Regions from separate parts of the Sus scrofa genome. Here all the other regions are linked to region 2. The links are chromatin contacts, called in public HiChIP or PLAC-seq and promoter capture Hi-C maps. All regions are on one chromosome and are shown on one strand. Each heading gives the region's core, a stretch centred on a gene start, on an enhancer-like site or on the middle of the called end of the contact. The rest is flanking DNA. Distances are from core to core; before and after follow the strand shown. Region 1 holds the start of PKLR (pyruvate kinase PKLR). Region 2 holds the start of DAP3 (28S ribosomal protein S29, mitochondrial). Region 3 holds the start of FDPS (farnesyl diphosphate synthase).

Region 1 (2,700 bases), core at 58-2,557, 240 kb after region 2:
CAGTGCAAAGAAAAAAGTAACCATATCACTGGTATGAGGGGAAAAAAATCTCTATTTGGGCTGATGACCAGACAGTGTGAATGGATTGAAAATTTATCAGGAAAAATGGATGAGAGATGGAGAACGCCAGAGGGCTGAGCAGGTCTGGGGGAGGGACTCTGTGTGGCGACATGGGCAGCCTGCAGGGTGTGCCCCTTTTCTTTTCTCTGGCTCCCTTTGATAAGACCAGCAGTCTTGTTATCCTCTCCCCTTCTCTCTCCACAGTCTGGGCAGCCCCAGTTCCGCATATTGGAGGCATGTCAGTGCAGGAGAGCATGCAACCCCTGGGGCTTTTGTCATGCATCTCTAAGTCCCAAAGGGATTTAGCCAAGTCCATCCTGTTTGGGGCTCCAGGAGGTAAGAAGGGGCAACAGATGCCATTGAAGAGAAGGGGGAGGGGTTCCTGTTGTGGTTCAGTGGAAATGAATCCGACTAGTATCCATGAGGATTCAGGTTGATCCCTGGCCTCACTCAGTGGGTTAAGGATCCAGTGTTGCCATGAGCTGTGGGGTAGGTGGCAAATGAGGCTTGGATCTGGCATTTCTGTGGCTGTGGCATAGACTGGCAGCTGTAGTTTCGATTCAACCCCTACCTAGGAATTTCCATATGTCACTGGTGTACCCCTAAAAAGCAAAAAAAAAAAAAAAAAAAGAGAGAGAGAGAGAGAGAAGGGGAAAATGAGGGTGAAAATCAGGAGTGCGGAGTTCCCGTCGTGGCGCAGTGGTTAACGAATCCGACTAGGAACCATGAGGTTGAGGGTTTGGTCCCTGCCCTTGCTCAGTGGGTTAACGATCCGGCGGCGTTGCCGTGAGCTGTGGTGTAGGTTGCAGATGCGGCTCGGATCCCGGGTTGCTGAGGCTCTGGCGTAGGTCGGTGGCTGCAGCTCCGATTCAACCCCTAGCCTGGGAACCTCCATATGCCGCGGGAGCGGCCCAAGAAATAGCAACAACAACAACAAAACAACAACAACAAAAAAGACAAAAGACAAAAAAAAAAAAAAAAAAAAAGAAAATCAGGAGTGGGGCAGGGGGTACATATAATCCATATCTGCTGCTGGCCAGGAGGCATTTGGGGAGGATTTGCAGCCTTTGGAGTCGCCCCTGTGTTTAGTAATGGATCCTGCTCTGGGCCTCTTCTCTCAGCCCCAAAAGGCAGGGCAGAGGGAAGCTTGCAGCACGGGAGCCACTGGGTACTCCCGTGGTTCCTGGACTCTGGCCCCTGGGGCAGAGGTCCTCCAGTGACAGGGGAGATGCTGGTGACACTTTAACCAGTATGCAGTACTGATCCCCGGCCCAGCTGGGCCTCATTCCCTCATGCTTCAGATATCCTGGAGCAGACCCCCCAGAGATAGACAGGCGTGCAGTGGCATGGAGGGTGCGGCTGGCAGTGGGGCTCCTCTTCCCCTGGGCTGGGCTGTGTCAAACTACAGGGGCTCCAGGACCTGAAGTAGCTTGGAGCAGGCTGAGGAAACTCAGACAAGGGGGTGGGGAGGCCAGCCAATTGCCAGAGGTTGGAAGGAAGAAAACAGGGACTTTAGGAGGGAGAAGTGGGTGATTCTGGGCCTGGAAAGGAAGGGTCACTGTGAGCTAGATATCAATGGAGGCTAAGGCTGCAGGAAGTCAGCAGCTAAAGGGTAAGAAGTCCAGGGTTGACAAGGATCAGACAGCTGGGTGGTCAAGAACTTGAGCCTAGAGTTAGACCTTGACGTAAATCCTATCTCTTACGTAGGAGTGGTATGACCTTGGGCACTTTATTTAACCTTTCTCAGCCTCTGTTTCCTTACCTGTTAAAATGCAGATAATTATAGAGCATTTAACAGTACCTGCTTCCCAGCATCCTTGTGACTAAATAAGATAACGTACGTGTAATGCCCAGCTCATAAAAAGACAACCAAAACTGGAGCGCTGAGGCTGTGCTGAGATGAAAAGATGAGGAGGAGAGGCAGGTGCCCATGCAGCCCTCTTCTACCGCAGGGCCAGCGGGGTACCTACGGCGAGCCAGCTTAGCCCAACTGACCCAGGAGCTGGGCACTGCTTTCTTCCAGCGGCAACAGCTACCGGCTGCTATGGCAGACAGCTTCCTGGAACACCTCTGCCTGCTGGACATCGATTCTGAGCCTGTGGCTGCTCGTAGTACCAGCATCATTGCCACCATCGGTAAGCACCCCCTATTCCCGCTGAAGCATCACGGGACCTCTTGGGTATTTCTCAAGATGCTTCCTCATCTTTTGTCTCCTTCAGACTTCTCCCTGTCTGAGCGAGTCATTCATTCAACAAATATTTGTTGAGCTCTAGGCAGACAAGCATCTGGCCCCTGGGAGTTGTTCAGTGAAATGAAGACCCCTTATCTTTGGGGAGCTGACAATCTAGCTGGGTGGGCCAAGACTTAAGAAACATAATACATTATTTTAAAATAAGAAATGTATTTATTATTTTAGAAAGTGATAGGTACTATGGATGAGAAAAAGAAAAATCAAACATGGTAAGGGGTGTCAAGATGCAAGGGCAGGAGGTGGCAGTGCTAATAGGGAGGCAGGGTAGCTCTTGCTGAGAAAATTAGACCTGGGCAAGGACTTGAAGGAGATGAGAAAACAAGCCATGCAGATGTCTGGAGAGAGTTCTAGGCAACAGGAACAGTCAATGCCAAAGCCCTAAGTCAAGG
Region 2 (3,025 bases), core at 179-2,678:
AGGAAAAGCAAAGATATGGATAGTGAGGTAATTAAAGGGGATTCCATCCTTCCCTTAAAAAAAAAAAAAAAAAACCCAGAGCAATTAAACAAAACCTGATCCATATACTTAAGTATGGAAAAGGGAACATTTAGGACTGTCTACTTAAACTTTAGAGCTTGAAATTAATCTAGTACAGTGATTTTGAAACTATTCCTAGATCCTTAAAAGTCCATAGATGTTAAGGAACGGAATATCCAAGCGGATCCCTCCCCCGATTTATTCTGTTTTACACTTTGGGTGAAACTAAAGATTATTTGAATAGAAAGCTTCAGAAATACCCGTACATTTTAATAGTTCATAGTTCTCCTTACTCAATCATCAAGAAAAAGTAAGTGTTCATTCACAGTTTTGAGAAACAAGTATCAGTAGCCACAGAAATCTGAAAGATTTCCTTTTGCATTTATTATAACGATTTGGAAGAATAGGACACAAACTACCAATTACACCCACAAACCTTATCAACATCCAGAGTACTGTAAACGATAACATTACACTTTGCACCTTCCCTGTGCCTAGAAGCTAATACTTCTTTATCTACATTATTTTATTTTATCACATACCAACCTTGAAGGCAGATTTGGAGTTAACTAATTTTTATGTTCAGTTTTTCATTTGTTGACAAGGAATTAAGAAAAATAACTTTCTGAAAGACACACAAGACGTGAGAGACCAAGTCCAGACCTTGAATTTGTAACGTATGGCATCTTTATCCTCTAACATCAGGCTGCCTAATGAGGTTGAAAATATATCATCTAGCCAAGAGGAATGCATAAAAGTGCACGAAACATCATCGCGTATAGACAGTGGCGTGAAATTCGAGCAATCTAAGATGGGTTTAAAATAGAATTTCAAAAAAGGAAGAAAGAAAAAGCCGACCACGCACCGGTTCTTCTTTAGGTTTCAGGACCGCAACACGGAGCCCGGAAGGAAGCCCCCTAGGAGGGTCGCCGGCCCAACTGGTTTCACTCCCTACCTCATGGAGGTTCCGAGTCCCACTCCTCTCCTTCATGAGTACAACCCCATGCAGGTCCATTCCCTCACCGAGAGTCGTGGATCCGCTTTCCTGATGCGGTGAACGACAGGCACAGTCAAGGGCTGGCTCCACAGCGCTTGTCCCGCAGCAGAGAAGCAAGCTCGGGTCGTTTGGCAGGAAGCTGCTCACCGCGCAGCCGCCGCGGCCTCCAACTACTTGTCAGCAGAGGGGCGCTAGGCCGCCCCCGAGCCGCTCACCGCGGCCAGGACGAGGTGGGGGGAGCGAGCCGTGTCGCCTTGGCGCCTCAGCCATCGAGGTAAATAGTCATAGGTGTCTACTGGCCACTGGGGTAATTCCAATCCTAACGGCAACTTCTGCCCGTTTCGTCTGTCCTTTTCTCCCCCGCTGCTGCAGCTAATGGGAATGGAACAGTCCCGCGGGGGGGATTGTGGGAGGCGCACGCGCGAGGGGTGGAGGGTATGTGGGGGGGGCGGAGGGGGAGGAGGCGGCGGCGGCGGCCGTGGCGGCGGTTGGTGGCAGTGGGGGCGGGGAAGGGGGGGAGGAGAGGAGAGGAGGTGGAGGAGGAGGCTTGGGCTCGCGCCGCTGAAGGTACGCGTGAGGGCCCGCGCCAAAGCTGGCTTGACAGGGGCCGAGGGGAAGTGGGGGACCGTGCGAGGAGGCTCCCCAGAGCGAGTGCGTACTGGCTGGCGGGCGCGCCAGGCGGCCGAAGGCGGTGGTTGGTGGGAGCAGCAAGCGACGAGCCCAGATACACTCTGGCGCGTGCGGGCGGGCGTGCGCGCTCTGCCGCCCGAGTCGAGTGAGGAGGGAGGACGAAGGGGGAAAACGCGAGGAGGGAGGAGTGGGAGGTGGGGGGGCACGAGGCGCCCTTCGCTCCCTCCCTCCCAAGGAGCTGCCGCCGCCGCCGCTCTGCCGCCGCCGCTCCCGCCGCCATTTTGGGTTCGCTTTGCGGAGGGGGAGACGATCCCCGTCTCGGTTGCGGGACCCGCCTCCCCTCAGTTTCCCCCGCTTAGCCCCACGCCTTTCCCCTCTCCTCTCTCGCATTTCCGCCAGTCCGCTCACCCGCTGGCCGCCTCCTGACAAGCGGGAGGGATCCGCTGTGGACCAAGGGAAGCGGAGGAGCCTGGTGGCGGCCGCCCCCTCTTCCCCACTTCCCTGCACTCTCATCTCTCTCGGCCTCGGCCTCTGACACGGTGAGTAGTACCGCCTGGGGAGGCCTTTGGGCCTAAGTACTCCCTCAGCGACTCAGTCCTTGGCTTCCTGGGAGCTACTGTCATCTCCCGGACCTGGACCTCCGGGAGAGCGGTGGTAAGGATGGGGGAGGGGAGAGTAGGGAAGGGGATCCTGAGCTTACCGGGAAGTCCCTCCTGGCGGAGGTGAAGGGGTGTCCCTGACAGGCGGGCTCCTGGCTTGGGGGAGGGGGCGGGAAAGTAAGCGAGTGGAGGCGGAGCCCGCTGTGCCCCTGACAGGTTAGTTTGTGTGTTGTGGAGGCACGATTGGAGCATCCCCCATAGGCCAGGTTGTTCCCGTTAAGGAATAAGAGTGTCAGGAGGGATGATCCTCTTTTGAGGGTAGTTTACCTGTATGTTCAGATCTGTGGTGTCCCTGACACGCTCAACTGGCTGTTGAAACTACAGGATGGTCTCCGTGTTATAAGTTTAATAGATGTTACTGGTTAGTTTGTGCATGGAAAGACATGTTTTTGGTCTAGGAGACAGATGGTCTGTTAGTGTATAGCGGCTGTGTTTGTGTGTGTATGCAAGAAAGGAAAGTGTTTCGGAAGAGTTTGCTTTTATTTGTACAAGTGTAATGTAGTTCCACTTATAAGTTAGCTTATTTTTAAATTAAAGTTTGGGATATTCCCTGCTGGTTGATATGTGTGTGTGTTTTAGGGTTTGAGAGTGCCTTATTGACTTGTTGGGAAAGAGAAGTCAAAGCAGTATTTTAGAAATGTAGCATGTAAGTGTGTGGTCAGGGATGGGAGAAACTTGT
Region 3 (3,057 bases), core at 92-2,591, 220 kb after region 2:
AGTTCAACCTATCTGCAAATGAAAAGCCTCTCTCACTTTATTAAAGCCCCCCCACCCACCCACCCAAAGTCGGCCAGAGGAAATCTTGGAGGAGACCATAGGGTGGAGGACCCGTCCCCCACTCCTCCAATGGCATGTCCTGCTGGGACCTCTGTGCCGTTGGCTGCCCTTAGATCTAATTCACTGGGAAGACTTCCCTTTTAATCTCCATCCCAGTGTAGACACACCCCCTTCTCCTTAGTTCCCCTCAGACAAATGAGAGAGCATTTATAGTAAGAATTACTAGATACTCTAAAAGAATAAAAGAATTAGGAGTTCCCATTGTGGCTTAGCAGTAATGCACGCAAACTAGTATCCATGAGGACACAGGTTCAATCCCTGGCCTTGCTCAGTGGGTTAAGGATCAGGTGCTGCCATGAGCTGTGGTGTAAGTCAGACATGGCTAGGATCAGGTGTTGCTGTGGTTGCAGCTCTAATAAGACCCCTAACCTGGGAACTTCCATATGCCACACTTGTGGCCCTTTAAAAAAAAAAAAAAAAAAGGAATAAAACAATAAGGCAACTTAAGTATCTCAGCAATAGTTCTTGTCCTAGAGCAGGAGTTTCTGATGCACTAGCTTCACCCAAGCCCATCTCAGACTGCCTTCCTCCCAGGTCCCTGCCAAGGTAGCCCCTCATTATTTCTGGATGCCTAATGCCTCACCCCCAGGGCCCTCCACCCTTATTCAAAGCAGTGCGGATGGCCCAAAAGAACCACCAGGCAGGACTACTGGGCTAAGTATACCTGCACCTCCAGAGGGCACCCAGAAACGCTCAGGTAAAACCCTGCTCCCACCCCTGCCAAAAGTCCCCCAAAAGCCAGAGCTGGATCCCACACATGCAGAGAGAGCAAAGACTCTCTCCAGTCATAAATCCCTCACCTCCTTGAGTCGGGCAACAGCATCTCCTATCTCTGGGTGCCCGATGTCCTCCTCAGTCAGCACCTTGACGATCTGGGAGAAGTGCTGGATGAAATCCTGCCTTTCTCGGGCATAAGCGTCCAATTTCTGGTCTCCGTTCATTCTGAGGGAGGAGTAAAATGCTCTGAGGAGAGGGAGGACAAGTCAGAAACCTGAACAGCTGCTCCCCTCCCCAAGGCCCCTCACCCCCACCAAACTCACCGAGGCTCCTCTGTCCACGCTTGGCACCAGCAGCGAGCACTGTGCCATGCCCCCAGGACTGGGCACCCGTGCACCAGGGAGGGCCGCCGTAGGGGACCCAGCCACCTCTCCCGGGGCACCCAGCAGGGGGCTGGCAGCAAGAAGAGCCCCACAGATCTCAGCCAGCGGGACAGGGGCAGCATGGGGGGTGGTACAGGGAAGGGGCACTGAGCACTCCCTGCAGGAGCAAGCACCAAAGGCAGATGCACGTTGGCAGCTCCCCAGGTCACCTCCCCGAACTTTTACCTCCATAGCCAGAAGGCCCCACTTTCTCCTGGTATGAGATTGAGGGCATTTACAGGGAAAAAAAAAAATGTGGGGAACAAAAAGTACAGCTGGGTGACTGAGAATAAACTAACTGCACTTAAAATATGATGGCTAGAACTTGGAGTTTCCTGGTGGCCTAGTGGTTAAGGACCCAGTCTTGTCACTGTTGTGGGCAGGTTGGATCCCTGGCCTAGGAACTTCCACATGCCATAGGTGTCGCCAAAAAGAAAAAAAAGGTGACTAAAACTTATTGCCACCTAACTTTATCCTTTTCAACCATCAATGCCTCCCCTCCAGGGATTCTCTGGAATTGCTACACCCCTGGCTGCTTCCCAAGTCCTGGAGTACAGAGAGAAGAGTCTAGAGTAAAGGAATTCAGAACTGGGGGCTAGGAAGACCCTTAAATCAACCTATTTTATATAAGTCAAGCTGAGCCTCTAGGAGGTAGGAAGATACCTAGGACGTGGGTACCAAACCTAGAATCCAGGTCTTCCCAGTAGCCAGAAAGAGGGGTACAGAGTCTGTGAGATGAAGAGACATGAAACAGGAACCCCTGGGTGCTATGGACATGTGGTCTGAGGCTCTGGGACTGGGTGTCCTAAGCCTTTACAGACTAGAACTATGCAGACAACCTCAGAACAACAGTGGGCAGGTGGGGAGAGTTCGCAGTAGAAGAGCAAACCAATGTGCAGTTACACTGAGGGTTCCAGGAAAGCACAGGACAGGGATGGGAGTTTTTCACATCCATGAGGTTAGCCAGTCGGTCCCACCAACCCCCAAAGCGGGGGAACTCCAGCACAACGTACTGGTCCTCCTGTGCCTCAAAGTATCACTACAGAAGTAAGGCTGAGTTTCTAACCCGTGCCTCCACTCCCTGCCCGAGACCTCTCTCACCTGTTCCTGGATGCCGGTTGTGGATCCAGAGAATTGCTGGGGTATGCCTAAAAACCGGACTCCTCAACGCTCAGCTCTCTGGGACTAGTAGTTCTCCATCTCTTTTCGCTATAGGCAGAAAGGCCCAGTAAACTACAATTCCCGGCATGCCACGGGAGGGACAACTACAACGCAATCTAGCGTGTACTGGCAGGGTGGAGACGAGCCACTCTGATTGGATGTTTTCCCTCGTATGAGTATGAGGCCCTGTAACCCACAGCCAATGGAAGTGCAGCACCCCGGGGCCCACAGCTAGAAGGAGGTAGAGTGGGCCAAGATTAGAGGCTGCTGTGGCAAATGGGAAGCAGGCTGGGAGTTTCCTACGCTCCCAGCTGTTGCCTTTACTACATTTCAGTTTTCATTATCTTCCTGTGCAATTGAGTGGCACATTACTAAAACTCCAGAAGGACCACTTAAGCAAATCATAGAACTTCTCGGAGCCTCAGTTAACGTAATTAAAACAGACTTCCCTCATTTGTTAAATGAGGAAAACCCCGTGAGAGATGAAGTATATAAAGTGCTTTAAGTGCCCAAGAAAGATAAAACTCAGCAGAACACACACACACGGCTTCACACTGTTGGCTCTTTCTCCATTAACCTTCCCAAATCCCAGTAACTTGATCCACCTAGAAAGATGCCTGAAACTCCAAACCACATA

What was found. Promoter capture Hi-C pulls out the DNA fragments that hold promoters and counts their contacts. HiChIP or PLAC-seq counts read pairs in DNA pulled down with a chosen protein or histone mark.
Region 1: a contact with region 2 is called in a promoter capture Hi-C map of fetal liver, with 2.8 times the contacts expected there. The contact joins the promoter of PKLR here to the promoter of DAP3 in region 2. A contact is called at or near these places in 3 of 5 promoter capture datasets (fetal liver, liver and skeletal muscle), 3 of 47 Hi-C or Micro-C datasets (mesenteric adipose tissue, omental adipose tissue and retroperitoneal adipose tissue) and 2 of 2 datasets of contacts at active chromatin or transcription factors (alveolar macrophages and skeletal muscle).
Region 3: a contact with region 2 is called in an H3K27ac HiChIP or PLAC-seq map of alveolar macrophages, with 4 times the contacts expected there. The contact joins the promoter of FDPS here to the promoter of DAP3 in region 2. A contact is called at or near these places in 2 of 5 promoter capture datasets (fetal liver and liver), 1 of 47 Hi-C or Micro-C datasets (retroperitoneal adipose tissue) and 1 of 2 datasets of contacts at active chromatin or transcription factors (alveolar macrophages).

What each region holds. Positions count from the first base shown.
Region 1 is chr4:94,535,671-94,538,370 of Sscrofa11.1, forward strand. PKLR (pyruvate kinase PKLR) reads left to right here and starts at 1,308. Exons shown (of 11, transcript XM_021089721.1): 1 at 1,308-1,413; 2 at 2,013-2,195. The coding sequence starts at 1,353. The region is part of intron 1 of LOC102165794 (a long non-coding RNA gene); the gene reads right to left.
Region 2 is chr4:94,296,053-94,299,077 of Sscrofa11.1, forward strand. It overlaps DAP3 (28S ribosomal protein S29, mitochondrial), which reads right to left and starts at 1,429. Exons shown (of 13, transcript XM_021089714.1): 1 at 1,016-1,429. ASH1L (histone-lysine N-methyltransferase ASH1L) reads left to right here and starts at 1,480. Exons shown (of 28, transcript XM_021089697.1): 1 at 1,480-1,624; 2 at 2,087-2,226. The coding sequence starts at 1,495.
Region 3 is chr4:94,512,353-94,515,409 of Sscrofa11.1, forward strand. FDPS (farnesyl diphosphate synthase) reads right to left here and starts at 1,342. Exons shown (of 10, transcript NM_001185131.1): 1 at 1,161-1,342; 2 at 921-1,083. The coding sequence starts at 1,342.